Regions from separate parts of the Hordeum vulgare genome. Here region 2 is linked to region 1. Evidence: chromatin contacts called from public Hi-C data. All regions are on one chromosome and are shown on one strand. Each heading gives the region's core, a stretch centred on a gene start, on an enhancer-like site or on the middle of the called end of the contact. The rest is flanking DNA. Distances are from core to core; before and after follow the strand shown. Region 1 overlaps LOC123402882. Region 2 holds the start of LOC123405961.

Region 1 (3,914 bases), core at 1,334-3,833:
TGAAGCTAGTGAAGATCCCAGAGACCCTGAGAGTCACGGCACCGGGGGCCAGCACCAAGACGAGCGCCAGTGTGACGGTCCAGAACTGAACATGAGTCAAAGTCGAGAATGACCCTCCAACCAGAGTCAACAATCTGACCACCAGAAATGAGTTGCATGGTAAGCCGAGGAACATGAGCAACATCGGAAACACAAAAGGATAAAGTGTTAAGAGTGCCTCGACCAGTAACCGGGAGAGAAGTACCATCAGCAATAAGAACATGAACAGGAGAGTCTGAGGTCGAGTAGAGGATAGAGTTGATGAATCATGAGTCATATGAAAAGATGCTCCAGTATCAAGAATCCATGAAGATGTACCTGCTTGTGTAGAAGGTGGTCTCGCAATGCCAGAAGAGTCCGTAGCAGAACCAACAGAACCTGTCAAGGAAGAACCAGAAGCTGGAGCTATCAGGCATCGAAATCGCACAATATCATGCTCAGTCAGAGGCGCAACTGAAGATGTCGATGTAGATGCACCCGACAACCGAGAGTCAGAGGCAATCAGCAGGGCGCGAAGTCGTGCAATCTCCTCCTCGGTGAAGTACACACGTGAAGTAGGCGACGTAGTGGCACCGGGAGAGAAGCGGCCACCTCCACCGGTGGAAGCCGTGAAGTGTGGCGATGTAGCATGACCAGTATCATCTGCAAAGGCCGGTGGTGAAGACGAGACCGTATGCAGACAAGCACCAAGCGCCAAGGAAAGACGCGTGTGCGAAGCACGGTCGATGGAGTCATATGCACGAGTATAACCAATGAAAGTCGCGAGAGGTGTCGTGGAAGAGCGACATACACCGGTGAAAGTCGGGAGAGGGGTTAGTGTAGAACGACAATCGACATATGTGGAGCTCGCATGAAGAGTCGTAGAAGAGCTATTGGCACAGCCCATGGAAGACGCCAAAGGGGACGACGCGACAGGCGAACGAGCATCAAGCGCCGAGAAACGACGCATGTGCGAGACGGGAGTAGTGACGAAAACACCGTCAGGAGTCATCGGGCAGCTTGGGACATGCGGACCCGATAAAAAGATTCCTTCCTTTTTTTGGGAACACAATCAGCCGATGATGATCCACCAGAAGTAGTACAACACCATGTCACGTGTGTGCACAGCAGCCGATGCAGGCCAGCACCAACGCGACCCAAAGCAGTTATGCCCAGGTCAACGGACGATGCAACCCCGGACGGATCTCAGCGGCCATGCACTATGGACGGCCACGCACATATCTCAGCGACGGCTGAAGAACGGCGGCCGAACGATGGCGAAAGCGGACAGCGGCCGAACGATGGCCAGACTATGGCAGAGGTGGACAGCGGCCGGACGGCTACGGAGGCCGAAGGATACGCGCGTCAGCAGCGCACGAATCCGTCTCAATCCAAGCAACGGCGCAGCAGCTTGATGGGAAAAACGGACGAAGGAGTCCTTCGATCACCGGCTTGATCTGAAGCAACACACCGCTGACTCGACCTAAAGTGCTACTCGAATTGGATAGGGACGAGGCGGATGGGTTCGGGCAGCCACTCTGACCGATGTACTCCCTCCGTTTCTAAATATAAGTCTTTTAAGAGATTTCATTAGAAGTCTACATACAAAACAAAATGAATGAATCTACACTTTAAAGTATGACTATATACATCCGTATGTAGTCTACTAGTGGAATCTCTATAAAAACTTATATTTAGGAACGGAGGGAGTAGTTAGGAGAGAAACCGCAGCAGCGACGAAAACAGCGACGGCCGGCAAGAAGAACACAACGACGCAAGAAAAGGATCAAGCACGAGTTGCGCATGCTAAAAAAACCTAAGCTTTAATACCATGTTAAGAATATACAACTTGTATTCTCATGAAGCCATAGACCGATATATATACATGTACAGGTATGAACTATATGCAGAAAATCCCTTATACAATGAAATAAATACGAAGAGGTACATGGCTATATTATATATGCTCTAACAAGATAAATATACATTAAGACTCAAACACATGCATAATACTCCTTCCGTTTTTAAATATAAGGTTTTTTTTAGAGGTTTCACTACGGACTACATACGAAACCACTACTTTTGAGAATAGACTAGTTTTGTGATATCAGGGCAGAGCACAGAGAGGACAGAAAGGAACTACCACTCTTCTTCTTTTTTTCAAGAACAAGAAAAGGAGCTACCATTCTTATTGAAATACTAACTGCAGTTCATTTATCATATCCTCAGACAATGTACACAGCGGTGCGCTGGTGATCCATCTCGACATCGGCCAAACTAGACACAGAATCACAGTTTGTACACACAAATTCATTTTGTCTTCTTATCTTCTTTGTTATCCTTCTCCACCACTACTGGCGCTGCAGGTATGCTGAACCACCACTCTCTCAACCTTCTGGTGCATCTCTCTGTGCTTGCTCTCCTTATCGGAGAGTGGTTCGTGAACACCTCCAGAAACATCGCCAGGATAAGCAATCTTGTGGGCAGCAAGGCAAGGACAAGAGCCATCAATAACAGCGCAAGGATAGCTTTGTCTGTGGCCTGCAAATTACAAGAGTTAATGAAATATTTGATGGAACTCAGGTATTGAATACGTTTAGTCGAGTGGTGGGCAAAATTGTGGACTACCCATAAAATTCAATTTGTTACTAAGTGGTCCCTGATGGCACCTCTGTTCTGTTCAGGGACATGGAGCTGACCAATCGTCCAATACTAAGTGGCCTCATGTCTCATTGGGCAACATGGCCCGTCCCATTCTAATACTAGATTGCACAAGAAGAAAGAGCATTTACACATGTTCTCAGAAAAAAGTTAACAACAACATTATTTGAACAAGCATGATTTAGGTGTAGGGAATTTTACCAAGTTAAGATATTTAGAATTTAATTGTCCAAAAAAAAAGGAACATAGGCAGCTTTGTTTCTATTTATACCATGAATCGTCTGCGTCATAAGGTAGCATATTAGGGTGTGTTTGGTTGGAGGGATATCCTCCCAGGGACAGGGATAACCACTTTTTTCTGTGGTTGCCATGCGTTTGGATCTGGGGCGAGGAGGAACAGAGTCAACCAGATGCTGGGAATATTCCCAGAAAAAAGGGATGTGGCCAACCGCCAAAAACGGGCGGGCGGTGGCAACCACCCTGGGGCAGCCGGCGCGGGAGGGCGGGAGGCGGCCGGCGCGGGAGGGCGGCCGGCGCAGGAGGCGGCCGGCGTAGGAGCTGGCCGGCGCGGGAGGCCGGTGCGGGAGCTGCCCGGCGCGAGCGCCGCCGCCGCGGGAGCTGGCCGGCGCGGGCGCCGCCGCCGCGGGAGCTCGCCAGCCACGTGGTTATCCATCCTCCCAACCACCCTAGCCAAACAAAAAAAAAGGATAACCCTACCCTCCAACCAAACAAAAAAAAGGGCTATCCCCAGCCACCTGGTTGGGGATACCCACAACCACCCTAGCCTATCCCTCCAACCAAACACACCCTTAGTTACTCTGAAGCAGTCATGGGTGGGGCTGCAAATGAGTCGAGCTCGAGCAAAGCTCAAAGTCGAGCTGTAGAGAGTGGCTCGTGCTAAACTTGTAACGAATTCGAGTCGATCTCGATTTAGTTCCTTCAATAAAGATAAGTTGCTTTCCTAACATGGTATTGGAGCTTAGGTTTAGGTCTCTGGACGCTGCAACTCGTCCTTACAAGACTTGAGGTGCAAGGAAAGTAAACATAAACTAATAAGAACTTCTAGACTAATACTAATACTTCCTAACAGTTTCGAGCTAAATAACATGATTTTGTTTTAATAATCTAAGGCAAGTATTTGAAAAAGATAGGCCACAACACAACATAAGAAACCACTATCACATATTATTCCAATCAAAACGATGGTAATATAAAAAGAATCAAGGTAGTTGGAC
Region 2 (3,480 bases), core at 40-2,539, 240 kb before region 1:
CAACACCGACATTCCTCCAGCCAGCAGGATTATCAGCCACCCAGGGTGCTCGTCCACCATTGGAATCTCGCCTCGAGCTCCTGTGAACAGAGAAGAAAGAAGTAGGAGCAGTGAGGCCGGGTGTGAGGTAGAGGAGAGAATGACGCGGTCGTTTTATAGCCCGAGTTCGGTGTGCGGTAGACGCAGCCCACCAGCGTCGCTCATTGCTTGATCGCCGGTGTTCGGAGGCGAATCCGCGAGCAGTGCCGACAAAGCTCTGGCCTGTGACGCAAGTGCTCTGCGCTGGCAGCTAAGGACGCCGCGTACTATCACGATACGGCCCTAGACACCGCACGTGGAGAAAGCAGCGGAAAGCACGCGAGAGAGAGAAGAGACAAGAGAGCCGGAGGAAGAAGAAGAGACTGATAGTGGACCCTAGGTCCACCTGTCAGCGAAAGAGAGCAATGTGCACTCGGGTACGGCAAGCACAATTCCGAAATAGAAAAAAAATCCTTTTTGAAATTTTTTGTCGTAACCATTCATAACAACAACTCGATTTTCCAACCCCGTAGAAATTATCGTCTTTGTTGTAACCTCGTAGAGTAGTTATTTTCGTGTAGATACTGCAGTGTGGTATGAGTTTGTATTTTTTCAACGTCTCTAGCAAATCTCGAGGATGAGATTTTTCTTAAGGGGGGTAGAGTTTGTAACACCCCAAAATTTTGGCCATGATTTTTATTTATTTAATTGTCCATGGTAATTTAAAATTTTATTTTTGGGTTTTCTCCTATTTTCAGACCCCTTCTTTGTTTATCTTATAAAAAGATTTCTTTCTTACGTAGGAGTTTTTGAATCATATTATTGACTTGAGTGTTCCTCAAATATTTTTCCAATTATTTCCAAATCAAATGAAGGCATTTTTATAAATATCTCTCTAGGGTTCATTTATTCTAAAATTTACTTCTAAATTCTTTAAAGGCCTGATTTGAACTGCAACCATTTGATAACTTCTTTTAAAAATTTCACAAAAACTTGGTAATACCCTAATATGTTTTTGGATCACTTTTATGCAATAATCTAGCTAAGTGTTTTGGAAATATTGAGCTCATTATCTTCTTTTCTATTCTGGTCCAATTTGGTGTTTTGTACTACAACCCCTAGATATAATAATTCAAAAATTCTACAAAAAATTTGGAGTGGTCAAGGAGTTCATATTAATGAGTTTTATGCAAAAACATATATTGCTCTTTTTAAAATGTTGATCACCACTTCCTATTTTCTGTCCTAGACCAGATTTGCAGTTCGCACTGCAACCCAATTTATTTCTTACACAAAGCTTTTGAAAATTTTACTGCTTACAGAGGTCCCTATAAAATCCTTAAGTCCAGAGTTTCCCCTACACTGGAATTGGTTGAGACCATCTTGCAACATCATCTTGTTTTTGTCTAGGAATGCACTTTTTTAAATATTAAACTAGGAAGTTTCTGTTTTCCCAAATTTAACCTTACCATCATTGTTAGCATCCATAGAGACCTCAACCTGGAGAATTTCGTAGTCACAAGACCTTTCTAGATGCCTAGGTCATTTTGTCGAGCACCTTGGGTGCGTGACCAGAATTGACATGGTTTGAAGATTGCATTGGAGACTCTCCTTCTATGCCCAACTAACATGTCTAGCAGACCCCTAGTAAACCTATTAGCCACCCTATGGAGTCTTAGCTCTAACCTAAGTCCCTGGCTGGTAGTAGCATTTCGTCGAACGGTTGGCGTGCATTCTCTGGGCACGAGCAGAGCGCACGTATTGCAGCAGCTGCAACCGAGCCACCGCGTCCTCCTAGCCCGCCCTTTTGGCCCTTGCTCACCGCGTAGAGTCGCGCTCCGTCCCTTCCCTCTCGCCAAAGTCAATCGGCCTCCTCCTGGAGCAGCACGGCCTTGCCGGCCATCGAGGCCAGCAGCGTGTGCTGCGGCAATGGCAATGCAGCTCTGTCTTCTGCCATGGCCAGCACCGCCCATTTGCTCCCCGGGCGCCACCTGCCCTGGACCCCCAATTTGCGACATACCATTACTGCCCAGCTCCGTTGCCGCCTCTGCTGCCCTCTACCGTCTCCAGGAAGTGTCGCCATCGTTCTTATCCGAGACCGCCGCGGGAACTGACACTCCACGGCTATAAATGGAGCCCCCAAAGCGTCATTGCAGACCACAAGTACCCTAGAGACCGTAGCAAGGCTTCCCTAGCCCGAATTTGACCGATTGGCATCATCTTCCCTGGTTCCGAAGAGCTTCGTCCGTCGCAGTCCCGGTCGAATTCGACCAAGGCAGGGCTCTTCTCGCCTCTTCCGCGCCACCATCCGCCTTGCCCCGACCTCGTGGAGACACCCCCACCTTCCAGCCTCGACCAGGAGCCACCTAGCCAAGATGTCCCTTCTGCCTAAAGCCGTCGCCGCCTCGCAGCTTGCCGCCGGCGATTCCTTCCACCCCTCTGGTCACGGTGACCACCTGGAGGACCAGCCCGAAGGGATGGATCCATTCACGCCCTCGGAAGAACCCAAGGAGGTGTCGTCCGCCAGCGAGGACCGCGGGAGCCATGCCTTCCCATCGGATGGAGGAGGAAGACGACAGGTTGACCGTAGTCAAACCTGCAGGTGGGCCCTTCTCGTCAGGGACAGGACCGAGCCACCACCCGCATAAGTGGAGGCGCATTCACCTGAGTACATTTTCCCCTCGCGATAGCATAGTTGACCCAGAACCGTTTTTCGTTTTCTGTTTTATATTTAAAACTGATTTTTGACCAACCTTGACTGTCCACAACTTTTAAAATAATAGTCCAAATGAGTTGATTCTTTTTCTCACCTCTTTAAAATTTCACCTAGTTTATTTTATTATTTATTTGAAAAATTTCAAAGACAACTTTATGTATTGTTTTTAAATGGTGTGTTAATTAGAATATTTTTTAAACTAGGTTATGGAGAGAGGAGCAAAAACTACAAAAGTTTTGGAGTGCAGCCTACCTCTCTACACTTGGAAGGCAAGCATTCTGAACCTACATATATCTTGGTTGTGTGTGGGTTGCTTGATGGGAATATCAGTATGGTTATGTTAAATAAGTGGTGTTATTTCATGTGACAATCATGCATTTGGTTTCATGATTTTAAAAATACAATTGTTGCAGGATTGAAATGCATCGGGCAGCAGTCACATCTTCCAACCACACATGTCTACCGAATAGGATCCGATAAGAGTTGGTGTGTTGTGGAGACACGACCTTGGGACTGACATCTCGTGGGATGAGAGTGGTCAACGGGGCATGTTGGGGTACGAGAGGTAGTGACTCTGTCTGAGGTAATAAAACATTTTGATTGTGCTAATCATGGAGGGAATAATTTAAACCTCCCGAGTTGACCGCAGATCGAGTCTTGTCAGTGTGTCACCTTAACCCTTCATGCTGCCACAGGTCTTCTGAAAGGGAATATTGTTTAGTAGGTCGTAAACCTATTACAGGGTA

What was found. Hi-C and Micro-C count contacts between places; a contact is called where the count stands out from the background.
Region 2: a Hi-C map of leaf shows a contact between it and region 1, with 2.8 times the contacts expected there. The contact joins the promoter of LOC123405961 here to the enhancer-like site in region 1. A contact is called at or near these places in 2 of 6 Hi-C or Micro-C datasets (leaf and seedling).

What each region holds. Positions count from the first base shown.
Region 1 is chr6H:261,893,495-261,897,408 of MorexV3_pseudomolecules_assembly, reverse strand. It overlaps LOC123402882, which reads right to left. Exons shown (of 9, transcript XM_045096846.1): 9 at 1,950-2,559. The coding sequence ends at 2,329. Among protein-coding and RNA genes, the nearest start is that of LOC123402882, 51 kb to the right of the region's middle. Within about 2 kb of position 2,583, at least 1 of the 3 cell types and tissues checked has open chromatin away from gene starts, as enhancers often do. A contact at or near this core is called in leaf, where this site is marked.
Region 2 is chr6H:262,137,251-262,140,730 of MorexV3_pseudomolecules_assembly, reverse strand. LOC123405961 reads left to right here and starts at 1,289. Exons shown (of 3, transcript XM_045099467.1): 1 at 1,289-2,620; 2 at 2,938-3,003; 3 at 3,148-3,480. The coding sequence starts at 2,394. The coding sequence ends at 3,214.